Regions from separate parts of the Mus musculus genome. Here region 1 is linked to region 2. The links are chromatin contacts, called in public promoter capture Hi-C maps. All regions are on one chromosome and are shown on one strand. Each heading gives the region's core, a stretch centred on a gene start, on an enhancer-like site or on the middle of the called end of the contact. The rest is flanking DNA. Distances are from core to core; before and after follow the strand shown.

The links. Promoter capture Hi-C pulls out the DNA fragments that hold promoters and counts their contacts.
Region 1: a contact with region 2 is called in a promoter capture Hi-C map of pre-B cells, with 5 times the contacts expected there. The contact joins the promoter of Slc46a1 here to the promoter of Rab11fip4os1 in region 2.

What each region holds. Positions count from the first base shown.
Region 1 is chr11:78,461,706-78,467,584 of GRCm38.p6, forward strand. It overlaps Slc46a1 (solute carrier family 46, member 1), which reads left to right and starts at 3,996. Exons shown (of 5, transcript NM_026740.2): 1 at 3,996-4,300; 2 at 4,646-5,498. The coding sequence starts at 4,073.
Region 2 is chr11:79,621,402-79,627,261 of GRCm38.p6, forward strand. Rab11fip4os1 (RAB11 family interacting protein 4 (class II), opposite strand 1) reads right to left here and starts at 1,762. Exons shown (of 3, transcript NR_003283.1): 1 at 1,499-1,762. The region is part of intron 3 of Rab11fip4 (RAB11 family interacting protein 4 (class II)); the gene reads left to right.

The DNA of each region.
Region 1 (5,879 bases), core at 2,746-5,245, 1.2 Mb before region 2:
AACTTGTGTGTATGTGATCCAGGGTGCTGGGCAGTAACCTCTCAGGATGAGCTAGTCTTTATCCAATTACTGGATTGGGAGAAATACTTTTTTGTTCTGTTTTTTGTTTTTAGTTTTGTTTTTTTCTAGACAGGGTTTCTCTGTGTAGCCTTGACTGTCCTAGAACTCGCTCCGTAGATCAGGCTGGCCTCCAACTCAGAAAGCCCCCTGCCTCTGCATCCCAAGTACTAGGATTAAAGGCATGTGCCACCACCACCTGGCTAAAATATTTTTAATGATTTAAAAAAATTCATGTGTATTATGTGTATGTTTTGTCTGCCTGTATTTTTGTGTACCACGTGTGTGCAGTGCCAAAAGAGGCCAGAAGGGGGCAGTAGTCCCATGGGAAACTGATGTTAGTGATGGTTGTGAGTCACCATGCTGGAACTGGGAATTGAATGTAGGACCTGCAGAAGAGCAGCCAGTGCTCTTATCTGCAGAGCCATCTCTCCAGCCCTCAGAGGGAGGAACCTTAAGACTGCATTCATATATAGTTAAACACTTATCCTTCATCACACTTTAAAAACATTGCTTAGATTTGATTTTTGTGTTAGAGTATTTCCCTGTGTTTATGATTATGTAGCATGTGCATGTCTGGTGCCCTCAGAGGGCAAAACAGAGTGTCAGATCCCTGGAACTAAAGTTCCAGACAGCTGTGAGCTGCCATGTGGGTGATGGGAACCATACCTGGGTCATTTGCAAGAACAAAAAGTGCTCTTAGTTGCTAAGACAACTCTCCAGACGCCTTCATCACACTTTATTAGGAACATTTTGTGGGGCTGGGCACTTAGCTCAGTGATAATAAGGTGATTTCCTGACAAGTGCAAGGTCCCCAGTACAAAGTGCTGGGGTGGGGGGTGATGTACAGGGAAGGACATTTTTACAATGTTATGCTGTGTGCCATTTAACTATAGCTTCGAATTCTAACGGAGTCAACATGCATTTCCCCTGCCCTACCCCCGTGATCACGTCCTCCTTGCTCTGCAGATTGGAAAGGCAGGATCATTTTATTCCCCCCCCACCCCGCCCCTGACTTCCAAGTGGGTGACTGGATGACAGGTGACTTCATGTATAGATTCCAAGTATAGATTCTTGGACTCTGCCCTCCCCGCACTGTAGCTCCACACTGACAGGCCTCCACATGGCCCAGGGCTCCAGCTGGGGGAGCCCTTTCTTCTAGATGACCTGATTATAACTAAGTCTTTAGAGCATCTATTGTGTGTGTGAGGTACCATTCTGGTAGCTGGGAAACCATACTGAAGGATCCAAATTCCTTTAACTCTAGGAAAGGGAGACAGCCAACAATAAACAGAAACAAGAAAGTCCTAACAATCCCATGGTGAGGGTGTTACAGGAGAAGGGGGAAAGAGTGACTGCCATAAATCATTGGGTCAGGTGACATTTTTAGCAGAGGTGGGGCAGCCAGTGGCATGGACATCTGGAAGAACAGCATTCCAGGTAGAAGAAATGGTATGTGCAAAGAGGAGTAAGATTGACGGGTTGTTGGAAGGGGACTGAGGAGGCCAGAGAGGCCAGAGTGGAGGGAGAACAGAGTGAGGTGGGAGGACTAGGGGGAGGGTGAAGGAGGCCCAGGTACCGGTGGTTTGCAGGGTGACTTGACTTTCACTAGTAAAATGGAAACCACTGGATGGGCTGAGCAGAGGGCAACGACCCCAGCAGAGCCGAGTTCCAGGAAGCATTCAAGGAATATTGACCATCCCTCACAGAAGGAGGGAGTGGGAAGGACTTCTAGGCGTGACTGAGATTCCAGGCGCTCCCTCCCTCTGTTCCTGCAGTAGGATGCCCCTGGGGGTGCAGGAGATCACAAAGGTTTGGAGGCTAACCCTAAGGGGAACTCTAGCTATGCAGCTATAGGATGGTCATCGTCCACGCTGGGGTGACCCTTTCTGGTGATTGTCTCCATGCTCCAATAAACTTGCGTGTCTACCAAGCCGGAATCGTTATTTTGGTCTATCGTTAGCAAGCATAAACATTGGTTCACATCCTCCAGGAAAAGTGAAGTTATCAAGGAGTCAGAAGAGGCCCCTAGTTATCAGACACACAGACTGAGTCACACCCTGACTAGCTCTCAGCTGACAGACCTTGGCCTCTCCTGACCTCAGCTCCTCTCTAGGAAGTATTTACAAGGTTTTAGCTGTCTCCCTCCCTGAGCTGATCCCACTTGTAAAAGCTCTGTATGGGCGGGGTTAGAGGGGAGTGGTGGGATGCGGATGTAAAGAGGTCTGAATGTGTAACACAGAATCATCTATCTCTAGAAGCCCATGAGAAGGGTAGGCTCCAGTGCCTATTTGGCATCCACCTATTCTGAGCCTTAGACTCTTGCAGGCTCAAGGAAGAGGAGCGTCACTGTGTCTTCTCAAGTGCAGGCAGAAATGGAACTACTACTCCCCACCCCAAGAATCGGACCTGTGGGTCACACACTGGGTCCTGTTAGTTCTTGGGAACTTTGCTGGCTCTGCTCCTGGTCCCCACATGAGCATGAGACGCCTCTATTCCTACCCTCAAACCCTCTGCCATGGTCGGATTCTACACTATTTACATCCTGCTCTTTCTCTCTCCCCACCAATCTAGAAGCTGTGGTGCCTGGTGGGGGGCTTCATCTGTTTGCTTCAGTGTTGTGTTCAGATCTCCACGGCACCAAGTAAGGGCACTCCTTTTTCACAGGCAATAAAACAGAAGCCCAGACAGACAGACAGACAGACAGACAGACAGGAAGTCTGAGCTGCTCAGCAACAGTGCAGATGTCTGTTCTCCAGCTCAGTTCCTACAACAGGGGCACTGAAGAGCACAGGCCCACACCCAGGGGCCTCCAGTCTCAGGCTCCTCTTGTCTCTACTCCACCCTCTAAGAGAACTGCAGAATCAGATCCCAGTCCTTGATGTGACACTAGCTCCAGGAAAGGCTCCTAGGACAGGAACAGGGGCAAGGGACAACCTATTAGTCATTAATGATAGCCAACAGCGATTAGGTCTAATAGCAACAGCATCCAGAAGCCTGAGGCAGGGGAATCTCTATGAGTCTGAGGTTAGCCTGGTCTGAAAGTATGTATATAAAATAATACTTTCAGTGTACCAAATCTCATTGTCATTTTCCAATACTTCCTCTCTCTCTCTCTCTCTCTCTCTCTCTCTCTCTCTTTTCTTTTTTCTTTTGGTTTCTTCGAGACAGGGTTTCTCTGTGTAGCCCTGACTGTCCTGGAACTCACTTTGTAAACCAGGCTGGCCTCGAACTCAGAAATCTGCCTGCTTCTGCCTTCCAATTGCTGGGATTAAAGGCATGCATCACCATGCTCGGCATTCTTTCTTTCTTGGTTTGTTTGTTTGTTTGTTTGTTTTGGACAGAACATCAAGCCTTGGTTAGCCTAGTATTGCTTAGACCAAACTGGCCTCACCTCTGGTGTGCTGGGATTAAAAGCACATGCCACTAGGTCCTGCCTTCACTAAGATTTTCTTCCAAGTGAAGGCAAGGTCAACGGATCAGTGGCAGAGCACAAGTACTCCAGTGTGGCCCACCAGGCTCTGGCTGTTCTTACACAGATGCACATGTGCCGAGAGGCAGATGCCACGCAGCTGGCATATCCAGTCTTGTGCGCTAATCCTGCGTGCCTTTCGACCTTACTTCCACATCTCTGGATTCGGATCATTAAGTGACTAATCTATAAGGTTGCCACGAGATAATATATTCAGAATTCCTGGCCCCAGAACAAAGTTACGTTGTCAATAAATGTTAGTTATTGATATAGTGATTATTCTTTTGAGTGTTCCGACGCCCAGGAAGGAGGGCTGCAGCACGGTAGTATCTTTGCGTTGCCTGAAGTGAGGACACACCACAGGGATTGTTTGGACGACACCCAGCCCAGAGTTCAGCGGACCAAAGCTTTTGAGACTGTCTCACGCTCCGCCCCTCTAGACTTTTAACAGAAGCACCCGAAGCCGGCGCAGGCGCAGACAGCACAGACTGGTCCAGGCCTCCCGCAGCTGGTTCCGAGGTGCTAGCCCCTCCGTGTTTGCGCATGGAGGGGCGCGTGAGCTCCGTGGGCTCGCCCCACAGTTTCCTCAACGCTCCCGTGCTTTTCCGCGGCCCCGTGGAGCCCCTAGTCTTCCTGGCCAACTTTGCCCTGGTTCTGCAGGGACCGCTCACCACACAGTACCTTTGGCACCGGTTCAGCACGGAGCTCGGCTACAATGGCACCCGCCACCGGGAGAACTGTGGGAACCAAAGCGCGGATCCCCTCATGAAGGTAGCAGGGACCAGAGCAGCTGTGAATACGGAGCGCGGCACGGGGCGGGGCCTGTGGAAGACGGGGTCCCCGAGGGGACGGGACACACGTGGCGTGGTGGGCGGGTCAGACCAAAGGGGGCCTGCCCTGGCTGGCTGCCTTGTGCTGGAGGTGTACCTAGAGAAAGCCTGGCTTGGAAAGTTATCTAGTGTAGCGACGGAGGGAATGCTTCTCCAGGGCCTGTTTTTACAAGTTGAAGGAACATTCCAAGAGGCTTAGGGCTCTAAAGCAAGGCTATAGCTCCCAGGATGGTGATGGTAGCTAACCAAAGTGAGGTCCTGCGCACTAGTGATTGTGTCTTTACAGGAAGTGGAGACCCTGACATCTCACTGGACCCTCTACATGAACGTGGGAGGCTTCCTGGTGGGACTCTTCTGGTCCACCCTGCTGGGAGCCTGGAGTGACCGCGTGGGTCGCCGCCCATTGCTGGTGCTGGCCTCTCTTGGTCTGCTGCTCCAGGCCGTGGTGTCCATCTTTGTGGTGCAGCTAGAACTGCACGTCGGGTTCTTCGTGCTTGGCCGAGCTCTTTGTGCCCTTCTGGGAGACTTCAACGGCCTCCTTGCTGCTAGCTTTGCCTCTGTGGCAGATGTTAGCTCTAACCACAGTCGCACCTTCCGGATGGCTCTGCTGGAAGCATGCATTGGTGTGGCCGGGACCCTGGCAAGCCTTCTCGGGGGTCACTGGCTCCGGGCCCAGGGTTATGCCAACCCCTTCTGGCTGGCTTTGGCCCTGCTGATTGTCATGGCTCTATACGCAGCATTTTGTTTTGGTGAGACGGTGAAGGAGCCAAAGTCCACCAGGCTTTTCACGCTCCGCCATCATCGATCCATTGCCCGGCTATATGTGGTTCCAGCCCCAGAAAAGTCCAGGATGCATCTAGCCCTGTACTCTTTGGCCATATTCGTGGTGGTTACTGTGCATTTTGGGGCTCAAGATATCCTGACACTCTATGAGCTGAGCGCACCCCTCTGCTGGGACTCCAAGCTGATTGGCTATGGCTCAGCAGCCCAGCACCTACCCTACCTCACCAGCCTGCTGGGCCTAAGGCTTCTGCAATTCTGCCTGGCTGACACCTGGGTGGCTGAGATTGGCCTGGCTTTCAACATCCTGGGAATGGTGGTCTTTGCGTTTGCTACCATTACACCCCTCATGTTCACAGGTAAAGTGAAAATGGGGCCGTTCACTCATTGCCCCCCAAATGTGGTTCAAGCCTGTGGCTTTGGATCCAGAGTTATATTCTCTGCCTGTGTTCTAAGAGGATAGACACCCGAGAAACCACAGAAAAATACCATCTCTGATATACAGAAAATACAGAGCTTTAGTGGCCAAAGTAATTAATGTACATTATAGCTCATAAGCTAATTGCTTCACCCCTTGGCCTCCCAAAGTCCATGCCATTAATGTCTTGATCTTTGGCTCTCGGATAAGAACCACGAGTTAATGAGAATGTTCTGCCTTCTTTTGGGCTTGTTAAAAAAGCTAAAATTCCTGCTGCCCCGGCTTCCCTCCCTCTTCCTTCCCTACCCCTTCCCCTTGTTGC
Region 2 (5,860 bases), core at 512-3,011:
AATCTTCAGCCGAGGATGTCCATTCTTCCCAGGTGTGTCGGGCTGACAACCAAGAGCAGCCATCATAGAGACCACCTTCATTTTGTATTTGCATATATCCTTGGCTTTAGTTGACCTCTAGTCTCCCCACTCCCTCTGCTCCTCATACTCACAGAAAGGTTCCTAGTTACACGTGTTCCGTTATTGCCTCTGCCCATTTCCCTTAAGGCCTCTCTTGTCCCTCTCTAGTTTCCTGGCTTCTATACACATTAGCTTCCACATAAATGCACAGAGTGTGTGTGTGTGTGTGTGTGTGTGTGTGTGTGTGTGTGTGTGTGTGTGTTTTAATTTATTCTGCTGTTATCGCCAAATGATCTGTTTATAATGCATTGGACTGTTTGCAAGCACAGCTGTGTACCACAGAGACAGTTTAAGTTGCACTATCCACAGTCTCCAGGGAACCTTCCGGCTGGATGAGGACTCTTTTGGTTTCTCACCCAAGTCAGCTCCAAAACCCCTCTGGCTCTGGGTAGTCCCTCATCCTGAGGCCACCTCCCTGAGAAATGGAAGAAGGCTAGAGCCATAGTATTCTGCGTGGTGGTGTCCAACTGGGCTTCGGCAGGGAGGAAGCTATATGAGGTGTCTGGTAATGCTGAGGGTGGCCAAACAGACCGTGTCGGAGAAAGCTAAGGCACTATCAAGAGACAGAAGTGTATCAATTCAGTTGAAGATTGCAGTTATGCGGGCTGAGTATATCCTGGTGTTAGATTATTTACCTAGGTTCTCATAATTGAGCCTGATCAGATTGAGACATACTTGCAACAATGGTTCTCAACCTTCCTAGTACTAGGACCCTTTCCTCATGTTGTGGTGACACTCACATCCATGAGGTCATTTTATTGCTACTTTATAGCTGTAATTGTGTTACTGTTATGAATTGTCATGTAAATGCCTGATATACAGGATCTGATATGTGTCCCCAAAAGGGTCAGAACCCACAGGTAAGAAACACTGACTTAGAAGATTAGGAAAGGCCATTCAGGGTGGGTTGGGGAGGGTGTTTTCAGAGAGGGTTAACTAAAAGGAGATGTGCCCTGAATATACAGGCCCCGCCATCCTGTCAGACGGAATGAAAGGACAAGAAAGGGAAAAGTCGGTAGATCAGGTTCACCACCACCACCACCACCACCCTGCCCTTCCCCACCATGAGGTATGACGCTTCTACCACACATTCCTACTGCCGTGTTACTCTGTCTTACCTCAGTCTCCAAGCAATGGATCCCAGTGAGACTCTGAAACCATGAGCCAAGATAAGTTCGTCCTCCCTCCCTCCCTCCCTCCCTCCCTCCCTCCCTCTCTTCCTCGAGTCCTTCATTGACAACAGGACTAACACAAGATCTAGGGCAGGAACAGGACAGTGGGTTTTGTAAGGTGGGAACAGTAACGGATCTGGTCATTCAGAGATTCACCATCTGACGATGACTTAATTCTAATACAACAGGGTTTATTAAATACTGACCGGGGAGCTGGAGAGATGACTCAGAGGTTAAGAGCATTGGCTATTTCTCCAGACGTCCTGATTTCAATTCCCAGCAACCACATGGTGGCTCATAACTATCTATATTGAAGTCTTCTGGCTTGCAGGCATACATGTAGGCAGAATGCTGTATATATTATAAATAAATTAATTAAAAAAATATACTGGCCAAGACCATTCCTGAGACTCAAGCTCAGAGAATGGCCCCCGAATTCCATTAGTCAGGAGTTTATAAAGGCAAAACTCACGAGGCTACAAACTTCCTGCCTTTGTCCAACCAGGGGCAGGCATATATCCTGACGTACTTCCTGCCTATGTACCTCCTCCGCCTACCCATGATCAAGTGCATATCCTGTGCAGTTGGGGCAACCAAGCTTGTTTACAGAAGTGAAAATGTGTGGTTTGTTATCGTACATAAACTACAGCATTTCAGGAAGTTATCTGTCCTTGAGCAAGTGGACCTTACAGGTTACAGGCTTTTGTTTTGTTTTGTTTTGTTTTGTTTTGTTTTGTTTTTTAGAGACAGGGTTTCTCTGTGTAGCCCTGACTGTTCTGGAACTCCCTCTGTAGACCAGAACGCCCTCAAACTGAGAGAGATCCCCCTGCCTCTGCCTCCTGATTAAAGGCATGCACTACCCCCTGGTGAAGCATTTCTGCTTTATATTTCTCTTAAGCACAGTAATTTAAACTTAAAACATAGTGTTGCTATCACAGGAATAAAGAAACTGAATAACAGGAACAAAAAGCTGATTGGCCAGCATCAAACTGCTATTTTGAAAGGGTTAAGGTAGCAGGAGACTCCCTTACCGTACCAGCTAAGACCCTCCTGATTTCCACATAGCAGTTTAGTTTCCGTCTTAGTGGCACGAGACACTGTCATGAGCAAGGCTCTTTCTGTCCAGTCTGCTTAGTGCAGATGCCTGCTCCTCACAAAGGGAACCTGTAAATTTTGTCTAACAATTTGAAGATGACAGAGACTAAACGTCCAGCCGCTGTGGGGCCAGGGTACAAGTCTGGTTCCAGACTGTGCTCAGCTTGAGAACCGTTAGGGGTAGACCTGGATAACCAGGCTCCAAGTGTGTGTAAGGCCAGCGCTGAGGGCTCCAGAACTGTTTTACTGTGTCCGGTCCATGAATGCATTCAGGACCAATGGAACCAGACCTGGGACAGAGAACCCCCAATGTGGGGCTGACACTAAGTGGCCCTGGACTCTTTTTGGGCCCAGCCTTTGTGGAGGGTGCAGAATGAGTAGGCGGTACCGTCATTTAAAAATGGGATCCGCACCTCACTAAGGCCACTGACTACCCATACAACTTCAGCAAGTTCCCCTCAACATCTCAGAACCTCAGTTTTCTTGGCCAAAAAGCAGGACTTGCCCAGCCAGGCTAGGTCTGATTTAATGCAAGGACAAATCAGGGATCCACAATCATCCGAGTCTCTGCATCCCCTTCACCCTTGAGGTCCAATGTTTCAAAGACATGTCAAAACGAAGCTTGCAGTGAGAAGTTGGAGAACAGAGATGCACTGAGGCCAAGAACCCCAGGGGTACCCAGGAGCAGGGACATGTTCCATGGGCTCCAGCAGCTTCCGTGGCATCCGTACTGTCTCAACCACAGCCAGAAAAGATGGTGCATTTAGCAAAGAGGGGAAGTAGGCTCGGAGGACCTGACCCTCAAGAGGGAATTCTTTATAAGCAATGGTCTTGTTGTATTGTTTTCCCAAAATCCAGAGGTCCCAGAGAGGCAGAAAGACGGAGCCAGCAATCTCAACAACCTGGCTCTTCCCGTCTCCCCTGTAGGACTGTAGAATGTGACTGTGAGTGTTATGCCTCTTCCAGGAAGACAAACCTCTTCCCATCCTCCACACAGCTCTGGCCAGAGCACCCACTGAGGCTGTGTATTCCTAGGCATGGCAGGTGACTTGGTTTGGCTTAGTCAGATAGCTTGGTGGACATGGGCCAATTCCTGCCTGTGGGCTCCTGAGTGTCCCTGAGCCATCCAGGCAGAGTGAATCCTTAGAACTCACCGGAATCCCAGCTCCTGGAAGAGATGGAGCAAACCCATAGCTCATCAAAGTCAGAATTCCGAGGAAGCCAGCTAGAGGCAGATCCTAATGCTGTGGACCAGGCACCCAGCACCTTGCTGTGCTCCAGCTGTCCCCTAGAGGTCAGTGTGGGACCAAGAAGCCAGCCAGATTCTGGTTCTTGTGGGGGGGGGGGGGGTTGCAGTGTGTCTCCAGGGAGTACAGATCTGAGCCTGGGATTGAGGAGGTAGAGAATGGCACACAGCTGGATGTCAGGACTGCAGCTGAGCGCCCTCAGTGGAGGGACGTGAACCCTTCAGGGTGTGGATGTCACTTGCAGCTTGTGGCTTGTTGGGAGTCACCTTGAGACTATAAAGTGCTTTCCTGTTGGCTGTAGGATACATAGGCTTCTGCATCTGTTCCTCTTCCAGGTCCCATGGAGGCCGGTGCTGGGCACCACAGGCCTGGGCAAGTCCACTCTGGATGTTTATTTAACCATTCCTGTGCAGCACTAGATGCTGACTGTGGGGCATACCCTTGTCCCCAGAGCCTGGCACACCTGTTGGGGAAAGTGTCACTGTGTGTTGCTACATGTGCTGTTGACCATATTTCTCAGTTCAGGAAATGTTGGTCTGGTGAGAGGATGCCAGAAGATATCCAGGGATGGTGTCTCCAGGACAAGCTTCCACCACCACCACCCCCAAATACCACTCCCCAGTCTGCTCCAAGGGCTGCCTACTGGCTTCCCTTTTGTGTGGCCCCCCAGTCCCTATGGTAATGAGAGCTGTGGAGGAATGGGCCCATGGGCATCAAAGCAAGGGCATGCTGGCTAGGGGCTGTGGCCACCCATGTCAAGCAGTGAGGCAAAGCCTAACTATGAGAATCTGGGTACCTGGTCATCCACCTATGTGGGAAGATTAATAGGGAACCCATCAAACCAGAAGGCAGCAGGTCACCTGCTCCTGCTGTGTGGCTGCCAGTGTAAGAATCTAATGTTACCATCCATCTAAAGATGCCCAGGTCAAAGAGTCACCCGTGGTACCCTTATACGCTGCAGCCTCCCCTCCTGTGCTCTTCATAATTCTCTTTGTCACAGCTGCTGTCTCCCCAGCCTCCTAGTTCCCCACTGTTCTCTCTCCGGAACCCCCACCACAGCCACAGCAAGTGTCCCTCCCCCCAGGAGGTGAAGTAGAACCTGGGGTCCCACCTGCTTCTCACTGTAGCATGTCTCACACCCTAAAACTTGTGACGTCAAATCTCTCCTAGTTTGTTTAATTTTATTGTGTCAACATGCATGTGTATAGTAGAGGCCAAAAGAGGACATGCAGTGCTGCCTCTATCTCCCTGTTATCCCTTTGAGGCAGGGTCGCTCGCTGAACCTGGGGTCACCGGTGTGGCTGGGATTGTGTCCAGTCTGTTCCATGGGTGTTAGCATCTAAGAGCTGAACCCAGACCTCATGCTTGAACAGCAAGCACTCCCCACCGATGACCGATCTCTCCCCCTCCCATCTACTTACATTATGGGAAAGCCGTGTTCTGTCTCGGTTCTGGGCCTTTGTGATGTTTGTCTTTCTTCTGGGCCATCTGTTCTGCCCACTGATTGTCACAGGCTGTCTGGCATTTCTTTCTCTGGGTCCCCTTTGCTCCACCCTAGAGAAGGATCTGCGCTGGGCCTCCTGGAGGCCTGGGAGCCATCACTGCTCAGTCTTACTCTCCAGAAGGTTCCATTGTACTGTGGGAGGCAGTGATGACAGTGGCAGAGCCCCTTTGAGCTCCTCTCCTTCACAGCAGGCAGCACCTGTGTCCTCGGGGTTTCTCTAAGCATCTAGAAGACTAGATATCTTGTTGCTATTATTGCTTGGAGACAGGGTCTCACTCTGCTTCTACCAGTTTTTGAACTCAGTGTGAAGCCCAGGCTGTCCTAGCACTCACTATGTAGCCCAGGCTGGCCTTGAAATAACAGTCACCCTTCTGCCTCAATCTCCCAATCCTGGTATTATAGACACGAGCCACCAATCCAGCTTAATATACATCTTTCGAGCTAGAGAGATGGTTCAGTGGTTAGAGCACTGGTGGCACTTCCAGAGGATCCAGATTTGGTTTCCAGCACCCACATGACAGCTCACAACTATCTCTAACCTCAGTCCCGGACAATCCAGTGTCCTCTTCCTACCTCTGTGGCCACTGCACGCATGTGGTGCACATGTAAACATATAGGCAAAACATATAAAATAAAATTTTTCAAAGTAGATTTTTAATAGTTTTGCATTTTTTGTTTTTAATATAAGAAGCCAAGAAGACTGTACTAATTATATTTTACCA